4 separate regions of the Mus musculus genome follow, and regions 1, 3 and 4 are each linked to region 2. The links are chromatin contacts, called in public HiChIP or PLAC-seq maps. All regions are on one chromosome and are shown on one strand. The core of a region is the stretch at or near the end of the contact, and the rest is flanking DNA. Distances in the headings are between cores, read along the strand shown. Region 1 has its middle 69 kb from the start of Smox. Region 2 has its middle 21 kb from the start of Gm30986. Region 3 holds the start of Smox (spermine oxidase). Region 4 has its middle 34 kb from the start of Rnf24.

What was found. HiChIP or PLAC-seq counts read pairs in DNA pulled down with a chosen protein or histone mark.
Region 1: a CTCF HiChIP or PLAC-seq map of the NIH/3T3 cell line shows a contact between it and region 2, with 7 read pairs. The contact joins two enhancer-like sites. A contact is called at or near these places in 1 of 39 promoter capture datasets (hippocampal neurons), 2 of 15 datasets of contacts at CTCF or cohesin (both in the NIH/3T3 cell line), 8 of 484 Hi-C or Micro-C datasets (the AML12 cell line, the C2C12 cell line, the P5424 cell line and 4 more), 2 of 115 datasets of contacts at active chromatin or transcription factors (the NIH/3T3 cell line and pancreatic cancer cells) and 1 of 9 other capture datasets (embryonic stem cells).
Region 3: a CTCF HiChIP or PLAC-seq map of the NIH/3T3 cell line shows a contact between it and region 2, with 7 read pairs. The contact joins the promoter of Smox here to the enhancer-like site in region 2. A contact is called at or near these places in 3 of 39 promoter capture datasets (the 3T3-L1 cell line, the C10 cell line and hippocampal neurons), 1 of 15 datasets of contacts at CTCF or cohesin (the NIH/3T3 cell line), 1 of 115 datasets of contacts at active chromatin or transcription factors (embryonic stem cells) and 1 of 9 other capture datasets (embryonic stem cells).
Region 4: a contact with region 2 is called in an HNF4G HiChIP or PLAC-seq map of pancreatic cancer cells. The contact joins two enhancer-like sites. A contact is called at or near these places in 1 of 15 datasets of contacts at CTCF or cohesin (the NIH/3T3 cell line) and 1 of 115 datasets of contacts at active chromatin or transcription factors (pancreatic cancer cells).

Annotation. Positions count from the first base shown.
Region 1 is chr2:131,421,994-131,424,693 of GRCm38.p6, reverse strand. No RefSeq gene overlaps it. Among named protein-coding and RNA genes, the nearest start is that of Smox, 69 kb to the left of the region's middle. Within about 2 kb of position 1,418, at least 188 of the 459 cell types and tissues checked have an H3K27ac peak or open chromatin away from gene starts, as enhancers often do. A contact at or near this core is called in the C2C12 cell line, the NIH/3T3 cell line, adipose-derived mesenchymal stem cells and 2 more, where this site is marked.
Region 2 is chr2:131,760,285-131,762,984 of GRCm38.p6, reverse strand. No RefSeq gene overlaps it. Among named protein-coding and RNA genes, the nearest start is that of Gm30986, 21 kb to the right of the region's middle. Within about 2 kb of position 1,309, at least 49 of the 459 cell types and tissues checked have an H3K27ac peak or open chromatin away from gene starts, as enhancers often do. A contact at or near this core is called in the C2C12 cell line, the NIH/3T3 cell line, adipose-derived mesenchymal stem cells and 2 more, where this site is marked.
Region 3 is chr2:131,490,453-131,493,152 of GRCm38.p6, reverse strand. It overlaps Smox (spermine oxidase), which reads right to left and starts at 1,291. Exons shown (of 7, transcript NM_145533.2): 1 at 1,117-1,291. Gm30679 reads left to right here and starts at 877. Exons shown (of 2, transcript XM_030252306.1): 1 at 877-1,585. The coding sequence starts at 979.
Region 4 is chr2:131,385,128-131,387,827 of GRCm38.p6, reverse strand. No RefSeq gene overlaps it. Among named protein-coding and RNA genes, the nearest start is that of Rnf24, 34 kb to the right of the region's middle. Within about 2 kb of position 1,252, at least 41 of the 459 cell types and tissues checked have an H3K27ac peak or open chromatin away from gene starts, as enhancers often do. A contact at or near this core is called in pancreatic cancer cells, where this site is marked.

The DNA.
Region 1 (2,700 bases), core at 169-2,668, 340 kb after region 2:
GCAGCTTATAACTCCAGTGCTCCCTCCTGGCTTCTAAGAGCATCAGGCACATATTCAGTGTACTTACTTAGTACTGGCAAAATACACACTCATACACATAAAATAAAAAGTAAACCAACTCATGTTTATTGTTTTCTTTAAACAAGGACTTTTTCCCAACTTCCTTTGAAGCCAAAACCTCGGACACAATTCTGGACGAGGCACAGGTCAATGTGTGCAGTGGCACAGGAGCAATGTGTGCAGCCGCTCCTGGGATACTTCTTTCTTCTATAGAAGACGAGATTGGCACCACCCTTGTTCATTCCTCCAGTTCTCCCTTGGACATGATGCCTGGATCTGGACTAGTGATGCTACAGCCATGAGATAACACATGTGGGGACAACATCAACATGGCAGGATAATGAAGCAGAAATAGAGACAGCCTGGGTGCCTGATGCCACTGCCACCGTAAAACCACACCAGGCTGGCAATTTTTAACAGCTGGATTTCTTCAGGTAGCAAAAAGAGAAAAAAAAAAAACTTACGTTTTTCAATGCCATCTCATCAGATGTTTTTTTGGTTTTTGGTTTTTTTGGTTTTTTGGTTTTTTTGGTTTTTTTTTTTTTTTTTTTTTAGGTATTTTCCTCATTTACATTTCCCATCAGATGTTTTTGTTGCCTGCAGCTAACCATTCTCCTAACTGACGCATACCGTTTAGAAGAATAACTCTTTATACGTCAGGGTTTACAACTATGAATATTGCCTTTAGCAAGTTTGTCAGTCAGTTCTCTGTTTCAATAACCAATACCTGGAATAAATCACGCGGAAGGAAGAAAGCGGTTTTTTGGTTGGTTTGTTGCGTGACTTCAGCAATTTCAGTTCAGGGTTGCTTAACTCTGTTGGGGTGGGTGAGTCAGATCCTTGTATCACAGCAGGAGAGCGTCATAAAGGAGGCCTGCTCCTTACATGGCATCCAGGAAATAGCAAGTCTGAGTCTTAATAACCCCCTATGAGGTCATGTCCCCGGTGACCTAGTTTCCTTCACCTAGGTCCAGTCTCCCAAAGGTTTTGTGCTTTTAGAGCCAGGCATTTAACTCAAGAACTTTTTTTGGAAGCCACTTCAGACAGAACTATATGAAGAGAGAACATATTGCAGGGAGATATAGAAGAAACATATGAACAATATAACTTAAAATTGTGGTAAATGAAAAAATAAACAAAAAGAACACAGGTCATCAAAACTAGTCTCTGCTATGAAATAATAGGGCTCCCCCTATTATTTCATAGCAAGATAAAAAAAATGCAAAATCACCAATGATCTCAAAATGTCCACTAGGAGGCAGTAGAGCCTCCTTTCTGATTATGCTCACTCCGGCTCCCAAATGTGAACTTTCTGCTTCCAAGCTGCACCTTACAATTAGAAATCTTTGACCACAGCATTTGACTGTGACCCTGAACACCCCGAGAGTGCCGGCATTGCGCTTAAGGTCCGAGCCCCGCCCCTCCAGTCCTCCACTGTCTGCTGCCTTCCTGCTCCTCCAGCCTCACCCGGTTGCTTCTCCCTTCACTCTCTCCATTCCACGTTCTTTTTGGTTCCTTGGGCCGACAAACTCTTGCTTGCAAAGATGAGGGTACCCTTTGATATATTCCAGGGCCCCCTTTCTCCTCAGTCACCTTAGTCCTCCAACCCCGCCCACATCTGGGAACCCAAGTGAGAGTAACCGGAGAGGAAGTCTCTACTGACTCCTAGTGGACCTATTGAGAACGTTTGTGATTATAGGGTCTGCTCAGATGCTAATCTCGCCTGACAAAAGTCCACCTCCAAGTTTGCTGGAGAATCTCCTGAGTCTCATTTCTTCTCCCAGCGTCCCTCTCTCTGCCCAGAAGACCCACCCTCCACTTCCTGCCCAGTTATTAGCCGTCAGATTTTTATTACAGCCAAGCAGATACAATTCTAGATTGCCTTAGGCCAGTGAGGAATAACAACTACTTACAAAATATAAGACCGGTGAGGGGCCATAGAAGTAATAACACCAAGCTGCAGCTAGTATTTAGCTCTCTGCCTCTGCAGAATTAATAGAATCCAGAAACACACAAAGGTATCCCAACAGTGTATCCCAATAGCCCAGGCTTGCTATGTAGCCTAGAACTCACAGACCTCTTGCCTCAGCTTCCTGGAAGCTGACATCACAAGTGTTTTGACACTGCCTTGCTTTGATTATTGACTGATTTCTTTTCCCCCAGAGACCTAGACTTTCTTTTTACAGTTTTGCGAAAATGCAAAGGACACATTCTCACCATCTTATCACTTCGACCAAAAAGGGATTGTGATTCCTCCTTTTTTAAACTAATGGATAGTAATTGTACAAAGCAATAGACTTTATGTGACTTTTTTTTACACACGCACATAAGGCACTTTGAAGATAGGCTCTTGTTACCCTTTCTTACCATGTCCCCTCCCTTCACTCACGCCCTTGATGGTCCCACCTCTTTCTTCCTTCCTTCCCCCTGCTGAGTCTCCTGTTAGAGAGTAAGCATGCCATGTATCTTTCTGAGTCTGGTTTTCACATAATATGAAGAACAAGTTCCATCCATTTTCTTGAAATTATTTTTGTCCTTTTTTGTATTATTATTACTCTGTGTGTGTGTGTGTGTGTGAGAGAGAGAGAGAGAGAGAGAGAGAGAGAGATGTGATGAGGAAGTCAGAAGACAACTTTGATG
Region 2 (2,700 bases), core at 60-2,559:
AGTCAGAATGGCTAAGATCAAAAACTCAGGTGACAGCAGATGCTGGCGAGGATGTGGAGAAAGGGGAACACTCCTCCATTGTTGGTGGGATTGCAAGCTTGTACAACCACTCTGGAAATCAGTCTGGCAGTTCCTCAGAAAATTGGACATAGTACTACCGGAGGATCCAGCAATAGTGACATTCTTAATGTTCCTGTTTCCCCATAAAATCACTTAGTATGTCTGAAATTCTGAAATGTATATGTTATCCCTTTTCAGTATTTATGAATGGAGTACCAAATGATAATGTGGAATATGATCAAGATTATTTTTGTTTTGTCTTGAATGTTGACAGTTGATAACAGGAAGACTTTCCGGAGGAGGAAGAATTTTATAATTCAATTAAGAATTTTATAGTCTCTGGACACACATAGGTAGCAATAAACATTTCCATTTCCTTGAAGTTCAGCCCAAGCATTGCTCATCTCAGCCTTGGCCAGGGTTGCTTTTTTGGCTTACATTTTAAACTGCAGAGAGTGGGAGAGGACTCAAGACAGATCAAAGAGGGAGGAGGAAGGAAAGGAACAAGAGGGGGAGGAGGAGGACGAGGAGGGGGAGGAGGAGGAGGAGGAGGAGGAGGAGGAGGAGGAGGAGGCATGTTTATAATGGATTCCTGTGCTGTTTGGCGCAAACTGGCCACAGGTAGATAATAAGTTGACAGAAACAGGCAAAATAGGATTAAATGTCAAGGCAGGAAAATATTTGTCACAGCTTCCTCCTTGTATGCTGGCCACAACAGGGAAGGTGAGGCACAGAATAAAAGGGATTCCAGACTGCTCATGAATCAAAATTAACTTTTGCCTGTCGAGTTTTCAGATAGTGGGTGTCTCTAACTGTGGAGTCCTTGTTTTTGCTATATCTATGATAAGTTCTCATTAGATATTTACAAAAGTGGATGTGTTCTGTGATCTCGTTCTGTGACCACTCTTTAGAGTTGAACATTCTCTTTGCCAGAAAATGAGATTTTTGAGTCCAAGCTACACCCTCTCATCCTCCCGCTGGGTCAATGTGTTCCATGCCTTCAATCATGTGTATGACTGTCCTTTCCCCAGGCATCCCCGATACTCCTGACCCACCACAAACTCCACCTCTAATTGAATTATGCGTCCTCATCCTATTGAAAATCTTGACTAAATGCACAGTGAGTCTTTACTTCTGTGGTAAGAAAGAAGAAAGAATTTTGTTAATGGAACCATTTCTTTCAGCTAGACAGAACAGTTCAATAGAAATGGTTATCTGATGAATCATCTTTGACTCACCATCTATGAGTGGAAAGTTAAGCTGGGCAGTGAATTTTCTAGCCTTTGTTCTCAAGTCTGGGATGTCTCAAAGGAGAGGTTATTGCCTAAGAAATCAAGATTGTAATAGTTAGTGCCTTGATAATAAAAGTGCTTTTCAAGGTGAAGAGATCCAAAATGTATGTGCTTGATTATGTAATATACCAGAATCAGATATCTAAAGGATTCCCAGTAAATTATTTGTTGAATGAAAGTTTCTGAATGAGTAAATTGGAGAGGGAGGGAGGGAGGGAGGGAGGAGGGAGGAAAGGAGATAGGGAGTGGGGGAGGGAGGAAAGAAGGGAGGGAGTCGGGGAGGGAGGGAGGAAGGGAAGGAGAGAGAGTCTGTGTGTCTGTGTATTTATGAAAGAGAATGTGTGTATCTGTGTCTGTATAAGTGTGTGTATATGTGTGTGTATGTGTGTGTGTGTAGACCAGAAGTCAATTCCAACTTTCTTTCTTACTCGATTATGTCCCCCTTATTTTGCTAGACAAAGTCTTTCACATACCTTACTAACTGGCTACTCTGGCTGGACGATGCTCTGTTTTCCCCATCACTTACCTCTTTAGCTACTGAACCTGGCCTTTATAAGGTGCTAAGGATCTGAATGCAGGCCCCAGGTTTATACAACATGAACCATCTCTCCAGCCTCTTAATCCAGAATATTATGCTGGACACTGTTCATGAAAAGAACAGTCTTTGGTCCTTAACTCTACATCACTGTCCGGGTTCCCATTGGACAGGATGGTGTTTCAGTCATCATACCTGTTAACACACTGCTGTCTGGATACATGTGGTTCCTTTAGAAAGATTTTAATTCATTTAAGTGACATTCAGTAAGTAAATAATTGGTAAAATCCAAATACCATTTTGTCTGTAGTGCAGGGCATTCTTTAATATAAAATATTACTTAAAATCAAATATGTGGTAAAGCAAGACAAACTTTCCTCTTCAGCAGGCATCAGTTGAGCCATTCAATTCTAGTCCTTCTTGCTGGGGGTTGATCTGGTGTGTATACAAATACTAAATTCTGAACTCTAAGATCTGGTTGCCCCCAGAAGAGTGTATCTTCACATATACTGACCTTTGTTATGTAAACTTTGCTCCCAAATTTAAAGCTATTGATTGATAAAAGTCTAGAGGCTGTGATTGGGCAGTAGACAGAGAAGGACAGGATCTGAGAATCGAGTGGAGGGGGGAGGAAGAGAGAGAGAGAGAGAGAGAGAGAGAGAGAGAGAGAGAGAGAGAGAGAGAGAGAGAGAGACCATGGGGGCAGGGGAGAAGAAAGGAGATGGAGAGAGGAGAAAGCTGCCATGAGAGGAGGACCAGGAGTATGTGACTGGAAAAGTGGCCCCTGAGGACATGGACACTCAGGCAAAAAAG
Region 3 (2,700 bases), core at 42-2,541, 270 kb after region 2:
AACTAAGGGGAAGGGGACAGGCTAGGGCAGGCTGGTAGAAGGGAGGAACTGGGGCACCCAGGGAAAGATACAACTCTAGGACAGAGCTTTCTAAAGACACTGCAAGGCAAGCAAAACCTGCTAGAGCGGCCCTGGATGGACTGCAGAAGGAAAGGGTGCCTGCTTCTTAGGGGCACTGCTTAAAGTCAGAACTTCCGAGGAGATCCTTGTGATGGGAATTGGGTGCCTGGCTGACGGGGGATGAGGTTCAAAGCCAAACAGGGAGACTGTGAAATGACGAGGGCGGACAAAGACTGTTCTCAAAACCTGCTGGGTAAGAAATGCCAGGGACATCTAAAGGGATGGTCACAGGGCCCAGGAGGAAGCGCGGCCCTTCAAGCCCTGTAATGCTCCTTCCTCTGTAAGAGGAAAGGGACAGAGGTAGCAGAACACAAATAAATGAGGGCCATTCAAACACTTTCTTGACCTTCTCTTTACCCCCAGCCTGGGTGACCTCCACTCAGCACCTGCTGTTTCCCCCACAAGCTCGGCCAAGTGGACCCCAGGCGGGACGGTGCTGTGCCACTATCAGTTGGCTCCTCCAACAACCTGTGGGCACGGCTCACGAAAGGGCCAGCCACGGCGCGGTTTGCTCAGGTGCAAGACCCAAAAGGTCCGCGCACCGCTCACCTGCTCCACAGCCGCGCCACCTCCAAGCCGGCGGCCGGCCTCGGCACCCCTTCCCGGCGAAGCGACTTGCTCCCTTCCCTTCGTCAGCCTGGCTCCGGCCAAGCCGGGCAGCCTGTGAGCCCCGGGGCAACCCGCGGGAGAGCGGCTCCCCACTCCTCCAGCTGTCCCAAGGAGACCGGCAGACGCCGGGCCGCCGCCGCCGCCGCCGCCGCCGCAAGCTGTGTTCCCTCCCCTCCACAGCGCACACCCTCCGGGCCGACCGAGTGCCTCGCCGGCTTTGTCTGCGCCGCCGCGCTGGGCGTCCGGAGGATGCGGCCCGGACCCCGGGGTCGCGGCCAGCCCGGGCAGCCTCTTCTGCCCACCGCCCGCCGCCGGCCTCCATCGGGAGCCCCTTGCCTACGAGGCTCGGTGGCTGTCCGAGCCCGGGTCGGGGAGGCCGCACGGTACCTTTCCTTGCGGAGCCCGGGAGCGTCTTCGCGAGCGGCCTCGGCCTCTCCGCCTCCCCTCCTCCGCAGCCACTGGGCTTCCTCCTGCAGCCGCCGCCGGGACCGTAGGGCCGAGCCAGCCGCCGGGGCCTGTGCGGGGGCCCCGCTCCGCCTCGCGTCCCCGGCCCACCCCGCCTGGGTGCTCCGCCCCGGGCCCGCCCACCGGGGGCGGGGAGCCCGAGGCCACCCAGCCTGGAGTTGCCCGCGGCACAGCCACCTGCACTCCCCTATCTCGCAAAAGGGACGCCTCACCCACCTATCCGCCCAGAAACAGAGCCAGCCCCGCGACGCCCCGCCCTGCAAAGCAGACGAGGTCTTCCGGCACTGTCAGAGCGCTGCGCCCACCTCAGTTTACCCAGACTCTGCCGCCCTTTTGAAAAGAAGAAAGGGCCCCTCTTGTCCTGGACTGTCTCTCGTCCTGCAGGTCTCAGGTGGGTGCCGGCGGGAACCAGGAACCTCAGGTGAAAGGAAAAGAATGCTCACATCCTCTCAGTACCCAGCCCATGTCCTGAAGTGGCCCTTTTTAAAAAGTGTATTTCCCTAGTAAAACCCTCAAACTTTTAATAAAAGCCAACGTTAATACTAGGTGGCACTTTTTCCTTTTTTCAAAAAAAAATTAATTGGTATCAATTATTTTTTAGCGGGCAATAGTGGCACATGCCTTTAATCTGGTGGTTCTCCAGCTTCCTAATGCTGACACACAGTTCCTCGTGTTGTAGTGACCCCCCAACCATAAAATTATTTCATTGCTACTTCGTAACTGTAATGTTGCTACTGTTATGAATTGAAACATAAATAAATATCTGACATGCGACCCCTATGAAAGGTCGTTGGAACCCTAAGGGATAGTAACCCACAGGTTTAGGACCACTGCGGAATCCCTCTAGAAGCAGGTGGATCTCTGAGTTCAAAGCCAGTCTGAACCACAGAGTAAGTGTAGGACAGCCAGAGTCAAACAGAGAAATCCTGTCTTGAACCACCCCCAACTCTCCCCCTCCACACACACACACAAAAGTAAGAAAATTATTTTTTATTCATCTCTGCACCTCCTAATCTGTTTTTTCGTATGTTTTGCTGGTACTACACCAGGTCAACACTTGGTCCGAGGGAATACAAGCCCCTGGTGGCCGCAGAGCCTCTACTCCGAACTGTGTCTCTGGAGGGGGCCCTCCCCTGATTTCAACCTGGAACCAGGCAATGCTGAGCACAGGTCGCTGTAGGTTCAGCCCGGAGAGATCCTGGATGTGGATCACATGCTCGTGATCCCAGCCTCAGAAGGCCATGTGGGGGGGGGGGGGGTACAGAGTTCAAGGCTAGCCTTGGCTACATACCAACTTCAAGGCCAGGCTGAGCCACACAGTGAAAGCCTGCCTCAAAGAAGCAAGAAGTAGAGATGTGGCTCAACAGCAGAACACACTTCTCAACATAGACAAGGCTCTGGGGCCAATCCCCAAAACTGAATTATATATATAATTCATATATATATATATATATATATATATATATATATGGCCTGGAAAGAGGTAGCCCTGCAAAAGTGGCTCTG
Region 4 (2,700 bases), core at 3-2,502, 380 kb after region 2:
TTACAGGGCACACTCATTCATGTTTCAGCTCCTATCAGCAGCTGGTTTTGGGTTTGTTTTTTTTTTTTTTTTCCCCTGAGACAGGGTTTCTCTGTACAGCCCTGGCTGTCCTGGAACTCACTTTGTAGACCAGGCTGGCCTCAAACTCAGAAATCCACCTGTCTCTGCCTCCCAAGTGCTGGGATTAAAGGCGTATGCCACCACCACCTGGCAGCAGCTGTTTTTTGTTTTTGTTTTTGTTTTTGTTTTATTGCTGAGAGCTACTCTGTGTGTGAATACAAGTCCAGCTAAAAACTGACTTATTGATGAACCTTTGACTGGTGTTCAGTTTGGGACTGTAAAAAATGAAGTTACTAAGAAAGTTCTGTTATATACTTTTGTAGGGACCAAAAATTTTGTTGTTGTCATTGTTGTTGTTGTTATAGTCCTAATAGTGGAATTACGGAGTCATGGGCAAAGCATCATGGCATAAATTGTGTTCTCAAAAGCAATCCTACAGTCTCAATCCCATCAAACTAAGAGTAGCCATTGTAGTGGATCCTAATCCAATATGACCCCTTTCCTTCTCAAAGGGAAACTCGGGTGTGTCTACACACAAGGAACCATAGGAAGAGAGTCACCCAGGCACATGCTAGGCTACATGACAGCAGAGGAAGGGGCTGGAGTGACACAGCTGCCAGCTAACCAGTGTTGAGGATTGCTGGTGGCACGAGAAACTCAGGAAGGGACCTGGAATGGATTGAATGGATTCCCTCTCAGAGCCCGGGAGAGAGCAGCAGCCACCAACACTGTGGCATTGGACTTGGAGCCTCCAGGGTGGACGAAGGTGAATGTCTGTGATTGACAGCCACTGTTCTTCACAGCCCTGAGAAACTAAAATGCTGTGATGTCAGCAGCTCCTGCCCTGCAGCTCACCAGGGTGCCAAGTAAGATATTCCTGAGGGAAATGGAAGGATTTGACTTTGGAAGTTGGTGACCTCATCCCCATACTGTTCTCCTCAGGGCAGCTGTTGACCCGTCAGGTCATTTCCAGGCAAATCCTCCGAAGTCATCACTTCTGGCCTAAGATGGAAATGAAGGCTTAGAGAGGGCCGGCAGCCAGCCCAAGGTCACACAGCTGCCAAGTGGTGGGGCCAAGACTGAACACAAACACTGATATTTTAAACAAATGAACCCCGAAGAGCATCCCCACCTAAAAGCGCTTAGTCAGACCACTATAGACAGCTCTTTGGAGCTCCTTCCTCAGTGACTCACCTTGTTTCTGTTCCTGCAATGAGTCAGAAGCCAGACTTTGAGCTTTCTAAAGGACCATATACCCAATAACCCGATGATACCCAAATGACACATGGGAAATTCCTGACCATCCTTTCATAGTATTTTTGAGTCCGTGTGTGTACACCTGTGCACTGGTGCCTGCGTGTACGCTTCCACATGAGTATGGAGGCAAAGGTCAACCTCGAGGACTGATCCTCACAACTCAGCCACCTTGGTTATTCTGAAAGAGGCTGTCTCACTGGACCCTGGAGCTCACCAGCTGGACTAGAGTGTTGGCTAGCTAGTTCCAGGGGTCCCTGTAACTTCTTACCAGTGCTGGAATAAGGAGCACACACACACCTAGCTTTTCACATGGGTAATGGGGCCAAAATTTAGGTCATTTGTTTTTGAGATCGGGTCTTACTACACAGCCCTGGCTGTCCTACAAGTAGTTAGTTATGTAGATCAGACTGATCTCAAACTCATAGAAATCTGCTTGCTTCTGTTTTCCCAGTGCTGGAATTAAAGACTTCCCCAGCTGTCTGGGCTATCTCCTCTGCCCTAATGAGATCCTTTATAAGCCCATCTTCTTCCAGGCCTTTGGTTCAGGCCAAAGAGAGGCTCCACCATCCCTCCTAATTGGAGAGAGCCCTGCCCACCCATTTTGGCCTCTGCACATTTTCAAATAAAGGGGAAAGAAACAGTAAGGGGTGGGATAGAAACAGACCAGAACGACAGCAATAGTTGCCTCACTGCCAAGAAATTGTGTTTAAACAAAACTCATAGAAAACAGCAAACTTGTCCCCTCTGCCCTAGGACACCTGACCCAGACATTAAGACTGTCACCCAGTCTGTGGTGAGACTGTATCCTCTGTGACCAGTACACTCCTTTAACAATTTCACTGGTTTTTAGGTTAAGCATTTCTCATTTTTCTCTAATTCTCTCAGACCCTGTTCCCATCGATGTTTCTTCTTTCCTCCCTGTATCCTTTAGGAACACTTTTTATGTGGCAACCCTGGTGGAGTGAGTGATGCCTCACGACTGCCTCTTGGGGCTCACAAGACTCTTTCATTGCACTTAGCATCTTGAACCAAGGCCTGCCTCTCTCTCTCTCTCCCTCTCTCTCTCCCTCTCTCTCTCTCTGCCCTCCCCCCAACCTCCCTGCATGCTAGGCAAGTGCTCTGACAAGTAGCTGCACCCCCAGTTCTTCTCCCACAGTGGCTCCATCTGCTTCCAAGATGCTGTGTCAGTTTCTCCCCCCGCATCTCACTCTGCCTCTGCGATAACCCCGTTCTTACCTATTGCAAGCATCATCTCCTGAAAACAAATAAGTATCTTCCCTCTTTTTCTTTTTATGACTTTTAAGGGGAAAGGGTAAGCTTAACACATAAGATATATGTTCTGTCTTCCTGTCAGAGTTCATTGTACTCCTGAACACAGCACCT